3 separate regions of the Sus scrofa genome follow, and regions 1 and 2 are each linked to region 3. Evidence: chromatin contacts called from public HiChIP or PLAC-seq data. All regions are on one chromosome and are shown on one strand. The core of a region is the stretch at or near the end of the contact, and the rest is flanking DNA. Distances in the headings are between cores, read along the strand shown.

Region 1 (3,521 bases), core at 327-2,826, 190 kb after region 3:
AGCATTCTAACCAGACTGTTTCTACAGAGGTTCTTGGATGAGTTTTCTGCTGTCAGCCTCTTTTGGCTCCTGTTTCCTGATCTTGGTTTTTAACTTTTCCATAGATTTTGTGAGCCATTTGGTATCCTTCCTAAAAATTCCATTCTGTTTAAGCTGCTTAGAGTTGGTAGCTAGCAACTAGGAATCCTGACTTGTACAGAAACGGGTAATGAGGAGTTGATTATAGACAACAGACTCTTAGGAAAATTAGAAAAATCTAGTTATCCAGACTCATTATGTTTGAAGGTAATAAAAATCCAATTAATATTCAAAGATGGGATGCTGGAAGCCCATGGCCCGTTACAGTGGAACAGCTAAAGAAATTAATGCCTTTGATTATTAGGACTAAGGTGGGTATTAAAGACAAGACCATGGAGGACCTATTTGTTGTTGCCATAGAGCAATGTGAGGGGTATGATGAATTCAAGAGCTGTGCGCTAAGGTTAGTTGCTTCAGTTGAAGAGACCAACAAATGAAAATCTCTAGATTATCATCTTAAAACATGAACCAAAACCTAAATTGGTTCAGGTGAAATTTTTTTTTTGTCTTTTTGCTATTTCTTTGGGCCGCTCCCACGGCATATGGAGGTTCCCAGGCTAGGGGTTGAATCGGAGCTGTAGCTGCCAAACCTACGCCAGAGCCACAGCAGCGCGGGATCCGAGCCGCGTCTGCAACCTACACCACAGCTCACGGCAACGCCGGATCGTTAACCCACTGAGCAAGGGCAGGGACCGAACCCGCAACCTCATGGTTCCTAGTCGGATTCGTCAACCACTGCGCCACGACGGGAACTCCTTTTTTTTTTTTTTTTTTTTTTTTTCAGGTGAAATTTTTAAAAGAAACTTACAGCCCTAGAATTGAGAGCTATAAACCAATATTTGTTCTTACTGATTGCTGACTTGCATTCACCTTGAATTCGCCTCCTTACTTGGGGTCTTACAAGAACATACATTAAGGTGCTAATTCAGAAAGAGTTACAGCTTTGGAGGAGATCAAGATGATGGAGTAGGAGGACGTGGAGCTTACTCCTCCCCATGAACATATTAAAAACACACCTACATGTGGAGTAATTCTCACTGAAAACAAACTGGAGACAGGCAGAAAGGCTCTTTTATAACCAAGGCTGTAGAGAAAGATCCAGACGGAGTTCAGTAATAAAGGTAGAGAAGTGATGGTGTAGGGATCTGAACCCCTAGGAAGGGACACTGAAGAGGAGGGGGATATCACAGGATCAGAGATCCTCCTAGGAGAGTGAGTGCTTTGAAACACATATTAGTCACCCTAGCTCTGAGGTCTGATACTGGGAAGATAAGTCCCCTTAGCTGGTTTGAAAGCCAGGGGGACTAACAGGAGGACTGTAAGAAACCTAGACTCCACTAGTAAAGAGCCGCACAAACTTGCTTACTCTCAGGAACAAGGTAGAAGAAACAGATTGAAGCTGCCTGGAATTCTGGCCAGTTTCCCATGACAGACCTGGCATGTGCCCCAGCGTGCACCCCAGCCCATGCCAAGCACCTGCTCTGGGCCCTCTAGCTCTGGTGCAGCTCCCCAGCAGGGCAAAGGTTGCCATTGCCAAGCAGTGTGTATAGCTGTGGGGGATGGAGGGAGCTCAGACCTGCAATTGCATCTGAATGGGCTGCCATTACTGGCATTCACAAAGGCAGCAGATTGGGAACTATTTGAAATGCTGACGTGTCAAGACCACCTTGGTTCATATTCTGGTGCACACCAAGCACCACGCTGCCCCCTCTTATTCTGGTGCACCTCCCCACAAGGGAGCCAAACAAGGTAGGAAAAGTCATTGCTGGTGCTCACAGAGGCAGCATTTTGGGAGAAGTCTGGAACTCTGACTTGTACACTAGGACCACACCCATGAATGTCCCAGCCCACACTGGGCACCAGCTCTAGCCCTTCTTGCTTCAGTGCTGCTCTCCTTTGGGGTGAAGGTAACAATGTGGGGAGAGGTGAGAGTTCACGCTCAGAGGGAACAGAACTAGCTCAGACCTAAACTGCAGGGTTTCTGCTCTAGCACGTTGGGACCTGCCCCTGCCCCTTTAGGGCAATGTCAGCCACTAAACATAGGAAAAGCTCATACCTGGCTCTGGCTCTAGCTCTTCCACCTCCAGCTTAACCTGCGATGAAGGGGACAGCTGCCAGCACACTCTGTGGGGAAAGCTAACTCATGATCACATCAGATTCAACTCTCCCACAAAAGCCACTGGGCACAGAGACTGCATAGAGAGTATCTCACACCAGGATACCCCTTCAAGACTACAACAGATAACTGTTTCACTTAATTTCATAGAGACAAAGTTAAGCAAAATGAGAAGACAGAGGAATTTGTTTCAAATGAAAGAAAAAAAAAAAAAAAAAACCACTCTGAAGAAACAACTAATGGTGGAGTTCTCTGGTGGCCTAGTGGTTAAAGATTGGGCACTGTTATTGTTGTGGCTCGAGTTTGATCCCTGGCCTAGTAACTTCTGCATGCCATGGGAGTGGGGAAAAAAAAAAAAAAAAAAAAAAAAACTAATGAAACAGAGATAAATAATTGCCAGATAAAGCGTTCTGAGGATTAGTAATAAGAACCCTAACTGAATCAGGGAAAATAATATATAAACACAGTGATAATTTTAACAAGAAACAAGAAAATATTTTAAAAAGCAAGCAAACAAATCAGAGCTGCAGAAAACAATAACTGAAATGAAAAACACACTAGAAGGAATTAACAACAGGTTAGGAGATAGAGAAGAACATATAGGTGGTCTGGAAGATAGAATAATGGAAATCACAAAACAGAACAGTGAAAAGAAAAACAAATTTAAGAATGAGAACAGTTTAAGGGAATTCCAGGACAATATCAAGCATACTAACATTCACATTACAGGGGTCTCAGAAAGAAAAGAGAGAAAGTAAAAGGATCAAAAATGTATTTGATGAAATTATGGCTGGAAATTCCCTAAACTTGAAGAAGGAAACAGATATCTGGTATAGGAAGTGCAGCGAGTCCAAAACAAAATGAACCCAAAGAGACTCACACTAAGCATAAAATAATTAAAATGGTAGAAGTTAAAGAGAGAATTCTAAAAACAGTAAGAAAAAAATAAAGAGTCACATAAAAGGGGATCCCCATAAGCCTATCAGATGATTTTTCTGCAGAAACTTTGCAGTCCAGAAGAGAATAGCATGATATATTTAAAATGTTGAAAGAAAAAAACCTACAACCTAGTACATTCTATCCAGCAAAACTATCATTCAGAATTGAAGGAGAGACGAAGAATTCAGACAAGCCCAAAATGGAAGAGTTAATTAATACTAAACAGATCCTAAAAGAATTGTTAAATGGTATTTTCTAAGTGGAAAAGGGTACGAGAAGTAAGAATTTATAGGAAAGGAAAAGTTCCACTAGTAAAGGCACACAAATAGTAAAAGCTGTTGAATAACCACTTAAAGAAGCTAGTTCGAAGATTAAAAGACAAAAATTG
Region 2 (3,246 bases), core at 241-2,740, 230 kb after region 3:
TTATAAATGTTTGTATATATTATTACCTATTATTTTTTAAACCTTTATTGAACTATTATCAATTTGTTATAAAAGTATATGCTCAAATCTTAAGTTTATAGCTTAATTGCTTTTTACAAAATGAGCAGATCCATCTTGTGAGTATTTGTTAGTATTTAGATTAAGAAATAGCACATTACCAGTACCTCAGAAGCTCTCTTCATGTTCCTTTCCAATACCTTCTCCCACCAGGATAACCACCACCTTGACTTCTTATACTCTAGTTTGGATTCGCTTATTTTGAACTTGGTATAATTCATATAGTAGAATGTAGACACATACAGCGTGTACCCTTTTGTGTGTGGCCTGTTTCCCTAATATTATGTTTACTATATTCATTCACACTGTTACTTTTAGCTGTATTTTGTTCATCCTCATTGCTGAATGGTTTTCCACTGGGTGGATATACACCACGATTTATCCATTCTGTTATTGGTGGGCATTTAAGTGGTTGCTAGTTTTAGGTTTGAATATTTATTTATTTGTAATATGAAGTACATGTCAAACTAGTGTTTTTACAGACTTACTGTATAGAAATGGGCTGAAATAATTAAAATAGTATTTAGTATTTAATATGTTCAGTTTTCTTATATATATCAGTTGTCTGGGGTAACAGACAAAATTTAGGTACTAAATCATTCTTTTAAACATACTAAATTGAATTTGTAAACACAGTGACCTGAAAGTCTTGGCAGTGTTCAGATGAACTTATTTATAAACTTACAGGATTTCAGCTTAAATCTACAGGTCTGTTACTCAGATTAACATTTTAAATGTGTTTCAAGTCAGTCATTTTTTCAGGCTAGATTCTTTTAAATTTTGTAAGTATATAAAAGGTCAATTTTTGCTTCGCTCTCTTAAAAACATTATCATCTGATTTTGATTCTCTTCTCTCTCTCTCTTTTTTTTTAGGGCCACACCTGCAGCATATAGAAGTTTCCAGGCTGGGGTCATATCCAAACTGAAGCTGGAGGTCTGTGCCATAGCCACTGCAACATGGGATCTGAGCCACATCTGCGACCTACACCACAGCTCATGACAATGCAGATCCTTAACCCACTGAGTGAGGCCAGGGATTAAACCCACATCTCATGGATACTAGTTGGGTTTTTTTTTTTACCACTTAGCCATGACGGGAACTCCTGATTCTCTTCTCTTAACCTCTTTTTCTCTAAATTAAATTCGTATATTTAATTCTAGATTGTTCTGCAGCTGAATTATGCTTGCTGTTTAAGGAAGGCTGTTACCGTTCTTAAGTAACTGCAGTTTTGATAAGGGAGTTTTGCCTCCTGAGTGAGATTTGGAACTATAGGTATCATCTTAGTACTCACTAAGAAAAATATTGTATTGTGTAATAATGTTGGTCTTTTCAGCATATCTCCAGTTTACTAACCTAGATTTGGGCTAGGTTGCTGACCAGATTCTTGTCAGTAACTTCACTCCGACTCTCCAAACTCTATTTATAGTTGCCATGTCAGCTACCTCATACCATCAAGTGGGGAGTGTTCATGTATCTCAGGGCCTTGCAGCCAAGTAATAAGAATTATTTAATTTTTATACTCACAGTTTGCAACTTCCATTCAGATTCATTATGTGGTTGGATTTTGCATTTCTTCTGTAGATGTTCAAATTTTATAGGAATCTAGCAATAAGGATATTAAAATGGTACCCACTTGAATTCTTTTCTTCAGTCAAGTCAAATTTTATGAGTCACTGTCTTCTAGAGCTTTTTGTGATGATGGAGATATTTTATGGTCTGCATAGTCCATTATGGTAGCCACTAGCCACATGTGGCCATTAAGTTCTTGAAATGTGGCTAGTGTAACTGAGGAGCTGAGTTTTAAATTTCATATACTTTTAATTAATTTAAATTTAAATGGACATGTATAGCTAGTGATATGTGGCTAGTGATACTATGTGCTATACTATAGGTGTGTTATATGTATATAGTATATGTGCTATACTATAGCACAGCTGTAGATTGATACTTAACTCATTATCTATCCTTTCTTATTCCCAATGAAGCTACTGTTCTGAGTTTTCTTACTTCTCTAAGTATTAACAGCAGTCCTGTAGTCACATCTTTCCACCTTTACTCTTTTTTTTTTTTTTTTTAATGGCCACACTTGTGCCATGTAGAAGTCCCCAGGCCAGGGATTGAATCCAAGCTGCAAGTGCACCAATGCTGGATCTTTTAACCCACTTTGCCAGAATGGGGTTGAACCTGCAACTCTGCAGTGACCCCAGCTGCTGCATTCACATTCTTAACCTTCTATGCCATAGCAGGAACTCCTCATTTTTTCTGTTTTATGTTTGTTCATTTGTTTTTTAGACTCCATATGTAAGTATAGTATTTGTCTTTCTTGGTCTGACTTATTTCACTTAGCGTATTTCCTCCTAGGTCCATCCATGTTGTCACAAATGGTAAGGTTTCATTCTCTTTTTATGACCAAGTAGTATTCCATTGTGTGTTTGTTGTATATCTTCTTTATTTGTTCACCTGTTGATGGACACTTAGATTGCTTCATATCTTGGCTTTTGTAAAAAATGCTGCAGTGAACATAGGACTACCTATGTCTTAGATCGCATGGTAGTTCACTTTTCAGTTTTTTGGGGGAACCTCAATACTGTTTTCTATAGGGCTGCTCAGTTTACATTTCCACCAATGTAAATTGGTGCACAAGGGTTCCCTTTTCTTCATATCCTCACCAAGGCATGTTACTTGTTATCTTTTTGATGATAGCCATTTTGACAAGTGTGATGTGATAATTCATTGTGGTTTTGATTTGCGTTTCCTTGATTATTAGTGATGTTGAGCATCTTTGCATGTGTCTATTGGACATCTGTATGTTGTCTTTGGAAAAATGTCTATTCAGGTCCTCTGCCAATTTTTTAAGTGGGTTGTTTGGTTTGTTTTTATTGTTTAGGTTGAGTTGTGAATTCTTTGTGAAGTTTGGATATTGATCTCTTATCAGATATATTATTTGCAAATATTTTCTCCCATTTAGTAGGCAGCCTTTTTGTTTGTTGATAGTTTCCTTTGCTGTGCAAAAGCTTTTTAGTTTGATGTAGTCTCATTTGCTTATTTTTGCTTTTGTTTCCATTGCCCAAAGACACATATCCAAAAACGTATTGTTAAGACTGATGTCAAAGAGTGTACTGCCTGTGTTTTTTTCTAGAAGTTTCATGGTTTCAGATCTTATATTT
Region 3 (3,450 bases), core at 620-3,119:
TGTGACTTGGTTTAAACCTACTGGTCACAACAGCTATATGTTCATTGTTTCTTGGAAAGACCAGAACTAATGAAAAATCAATCAAGATGATCAGTTCCAACTTGTGGGAGTTCTTTCCCCACTGTGTCTGACCTGAAGCTGACAGCAGGAATTCGTGCTGCCATCTTTAAAGGTGCACACTACAAATGACCCAGTTTGCAAAACAGTCACTGAAGAGACATGGTTAAAGTGGTCACAGCAGAACTACATCATGCTGCAGAAAGAGGCTGTTCTTTTCACAGTGTAGTCAGTTCAAAGCAAAATAACAAATTCTTTCATTTGTTTTAGTTTCACATCTCAGTTTTTTTGGTCACCATTCCTTGTCAAAAATGTTTCTTAAGCATTTTTGGTGAGCACCATACCTAGGCCAGCAAAGAGCCTGACTCACAAAGTATTGATAATCCAAAATGTGGAGAGAAGAAAGGCAAACCACTGGCTGTACCACAATTTTTGTACCAAATGAACTATCAAACTGCAATTTAAAGGGAGACCTGAGGCAGACAGTGATACAATGTCCTGCTCTCCTTTCATTCTTTCTTTGACCTCTGCTTCTTTTCCTGCTTCCTTACTTTGTTTACATAGTGAGAAATCTATTATCCTCTGCTGAGTTTCAAGCATGCCTGGGCATGTTTGTCAAACTGACCTTGCAGTTTGACAAATGGGCCTGATGGGCCTCTGACTATGGACCCAGACTGGGTCTGCTACTTAAATTCAAACACATCCACACAAGTCTGGCAAATTAGTAGGGGGAGATCGGGGTATGTGTAACATTCAGAAAACCTCCCAACAAAAGAACTCATTCTCAGGGAAGAAAAAGAGCCTTATACAATGAGGACTGGTTTATTTTCCCTTCCCAAAATAATAATTTTTTTAATTGAGGTAAAATTGACATCCATTATATTAGTTTCAGGTGTAGAACATAATGATTCGATCTTTGCAAATGTTGGAAAATGATCACCACACTCTATTAACATCCATCACTGTACATAAAGAACTTCTTTCTTTCTTTTTTTTTTTTTTTTCATTATCTTTTTAGGGCCTCGTGTGCAGCATATGCAAGTTCCCAGGCTAGGGGTTTAATCAGAGCTGCAGCTGCTGGCCTATACCACAGCCACAGCAATTCAGGATCCATCCAAGCCACATCTGTGACCTACATCACAGCTCATAGCAACTCCAGATCCTTAACCCACTGAGCAAGGCCAGGGTTTGACCTCGAATTCTCATTGGATACTAGTGGGGGACGTTACCACTGAGCCACATCAGGAACTCCCAAGTTATTTATTTTTTAACTGGAAGTTTGTACCTTTTGACCCCATTCACCTGTTTTACCCCACCCCTGGCATCCACCAATAATGTTAATTTTTCCTGTATGGGTCAAATTTTAGTATATGTCTTGCTGAGGTTTGCACTCACAATAACTGTTTTTCAGTCCTGGGATACTGGGACACAGGGTTAGAATCTGTGTACTTAATGGAATCATCGCTATTAGAGGATTACAGGCCTGAAGAAACAGGCCTGAAGGGTGCCCTGCATCAGAGCCTGGCTGAAGGAGAGGAGGGGCAGGTAATTGCAGTTCAAAAGCAGACAGCCATTCATGGCGGCCCTTACTGTAATGATATTCATGCTTAAGCCAAGGGGCCCAAAAGTACCCAACTCCTGCTCAGCCCAGACATCTCTCCTCACCACAGGTCCTGAAGAAGATATTTAGAAGCAATGAAATATGAGAAATCAAAGGCCTGGTGCCTAAAATCCCCATGCAGAGCTCCCGGATTAACAGGCCAAGAACATGTTTTAGGCATATACCAAAATGAGCTCTCTCCCTCCCCTTATGCCCAATTTGCATCTTGGCATCGTCCCTCCCTTAAGCCAGCTAGCCTCATGGGATAAGAAACCAAAGTAAAAATAGCCCAAATAGTGACCTGAAATCTGACCTAACAAAGCCTGAGAAAGAAGCAGCAACTGGGGTGGGTGGGCTCGGAGAATTTAGGGAAAGTGGTTTAATCACCAACACTTGATGATAACGTGATTGACCATATTAGTTCTCAAAAGTGAAATTTTAGGGAGTCACTTCAGCAAACAGGAGAAGGAAAAAAAACTAGGGAGCCCAAAACATTGTGGATTAAATCAATACGGTATTTCAATACCATAACCCAAAAGGAACAAAAATGTTAACAACGATTTAAATATTAACATTGCTCCCTGGCCCATAATACGTAAAGGAGTGGCATTTTTCTGGAACACATCCATTTTTGTAATTACTTAACTGACTAATCCAACAGAGCTATATTTACTAAACTCTAAGCTCACGACCAAGGGTTTTTCTTTTTGATACATCTTAAAACATCTCAAAGTACTTTAAACTGTCATTGTATGAGGATTTATTAGAAAGCTAATGGTATGTAACATAACTGCTATGGTTTTAGTAAATAGTAAAATCAATGCAGTCTCTTAAATACCCATGTAAATAATAAAATGATTCATAAGTCTTCAAATTATAATAGTCACTATGTATGTTACTCAGAAAAAAAAAGAAAATTTCCCACTGCAGCATGGTTTTGAAATTTCTTTGTGGTCATGAAACCTTTTTCAAGAGCTCTACCTCACACAGACATTCCCTATAATTTACTCTTTTACGACAAGTAAAAGCGGATCTGCTTCAGAGGTGTGCTAGTAAATATTTAACAAGGAGCACTCCAGGAAAAACTGATTTGGAGGTGTGCTGCTTTCTATGGAGTCAATGCTCCCACCGTGGCCATGACTGAAGGAAGGCACCTCATCTGCTCCTGTGAACAGCCCACCCTGGAGACCCCTGTCCCCCAGCACTCACTCTCCTCTGTATCGATACCCCCAAAGGGCCCAGTTTAAAAAGTCACAGTAAGATAACTTTGTAACAAGGAAACTTTTTGATGGTCATCTCTAAGATTGCTAAATTGCTGCTTATCAATACTTAGAAATCCTGTTTTCCTAGCGTTATCTTATGAGTCAATGATAGAGCTTTGAAAATACACAGTTAGGAATTTAGTAACCACCAATAGACAACTCCCCCTCTCCCTTTAAATAACCTTTCAACCCTGATCTTATGACATTCCCAGTCTATATTTTACACACATTTTGTCTCAAAGTTGGTCTTATATGGAATTCTAAATAGGGCATACAAATTAATTCTTAAAAATTTGCTCTTGGAGTTCCCATTATGGCTCAGCAGAAATGAATCTGACTAGCATCCATGAGGATGCAAGTTTGATCCCTGGCCTTGCTCAAGTGTTGCCGTGAGCTGTGGTGTAGGTCAAAGACAGGGCTTGGGTCTGGTGTTGCTGTGGCTGTGGCATAGGCCAGTGGCTACAGCTCCAATTCGACCCCTAGCCTGGGAACCTCCATATGCCGCCGGTGCATCCCTAAAAAAGGCCAAAA

The links. HiChIP or PLAC-seq counts read pairs in DNA pulled down with a chosen protein or histone mark.
Region 1: a contact with region 3 is called in an H3K27ac HiChIP or PLAC-seq map of skeletal muscle, with 7 times the contacts expected there. The contact joins two enhancer-like sites. A contact is called at or near these places in 1 of 5 promoter capture datasets (liver), 24 of 47 Hi-C or Micro-C datasets (adipocytes, adipose tissue, brain and 13 more) and 2 of 2 datasets of contacts at active chromatin or transcription factors (alveolar macrophages and skeletal muscle).
Region 2: an H3K27ac HiChIP or PLAC-seq map of skeletal muscle shows a contact between it and region 3. The contact joins two enhancer-like sites. A contact is called at or near these places in 1 of 47 Hi-C or Micro-C datasets (embryonic fibroblasts) and 2 of 2 datasets of contacts at active chromatin or transcription factors (alveolar macrophages and skeletal muscle).

What each region holds. Positions count from the first base shown.
Region 1 is chr15:83,109,940-83,113,460 of Sscrofa11.1, forward strand. All of the region lies in intron 2 of NFE2L2 (nuclear factor erythroid 2-related factor 2), which reads right to left. Among named protein-coding and RNA genes, the nearest start is that of AGPS, 34 kb to the right of the region's middle. Within about 2 kb of position 1,577, at least 6 of the 83 cell types and tissues checked have an H3K27ac peak or open chromatin away from gene starts, as enhancers often do. A contact at or near this core is called in liver and skeletal muscle, where this site is marked.
Region 2 is chr15:83,152,476-83,155,721 of Sscrofa11.1, forward strand. The region is part of intron 1 of AGPS (alkyldihydroxyacetonephosphate synthase, peroxisomal); the gene reads left to right. Among named protein-coding and RNA genes, the nearest start is that of NFE2L2, 7.9 kb to the left of the region's middle. Within about 2 kb of position 1,491, at least 1 of the 83 cell types and tissues checked has an H3K27ac peak or open chromatin away from gene starts, as enhancers often do. A contact at or near this core is called in skeletal muscle, where this site is marked.
Region 3 is chr15:82,918,767-82,922,216 of Sscrofa11.1, forward strand. The region is part of intron 2 of LOC110256983 (a long non-coding RNA gene); the gene reads right to left. Among named protein-coding and RNA genes, the nearest start is that of HNRNPA3, 38 kb to the right of the region's middle. Within about 2 kb of position 1,870, at least 15 of the 83 cell types and tissues checked have an H3K27ac peak or open chromatin away from gene starts, as enhancers often do. A contact at or near this core is called in liver and skeletal muscle, where this site is marked.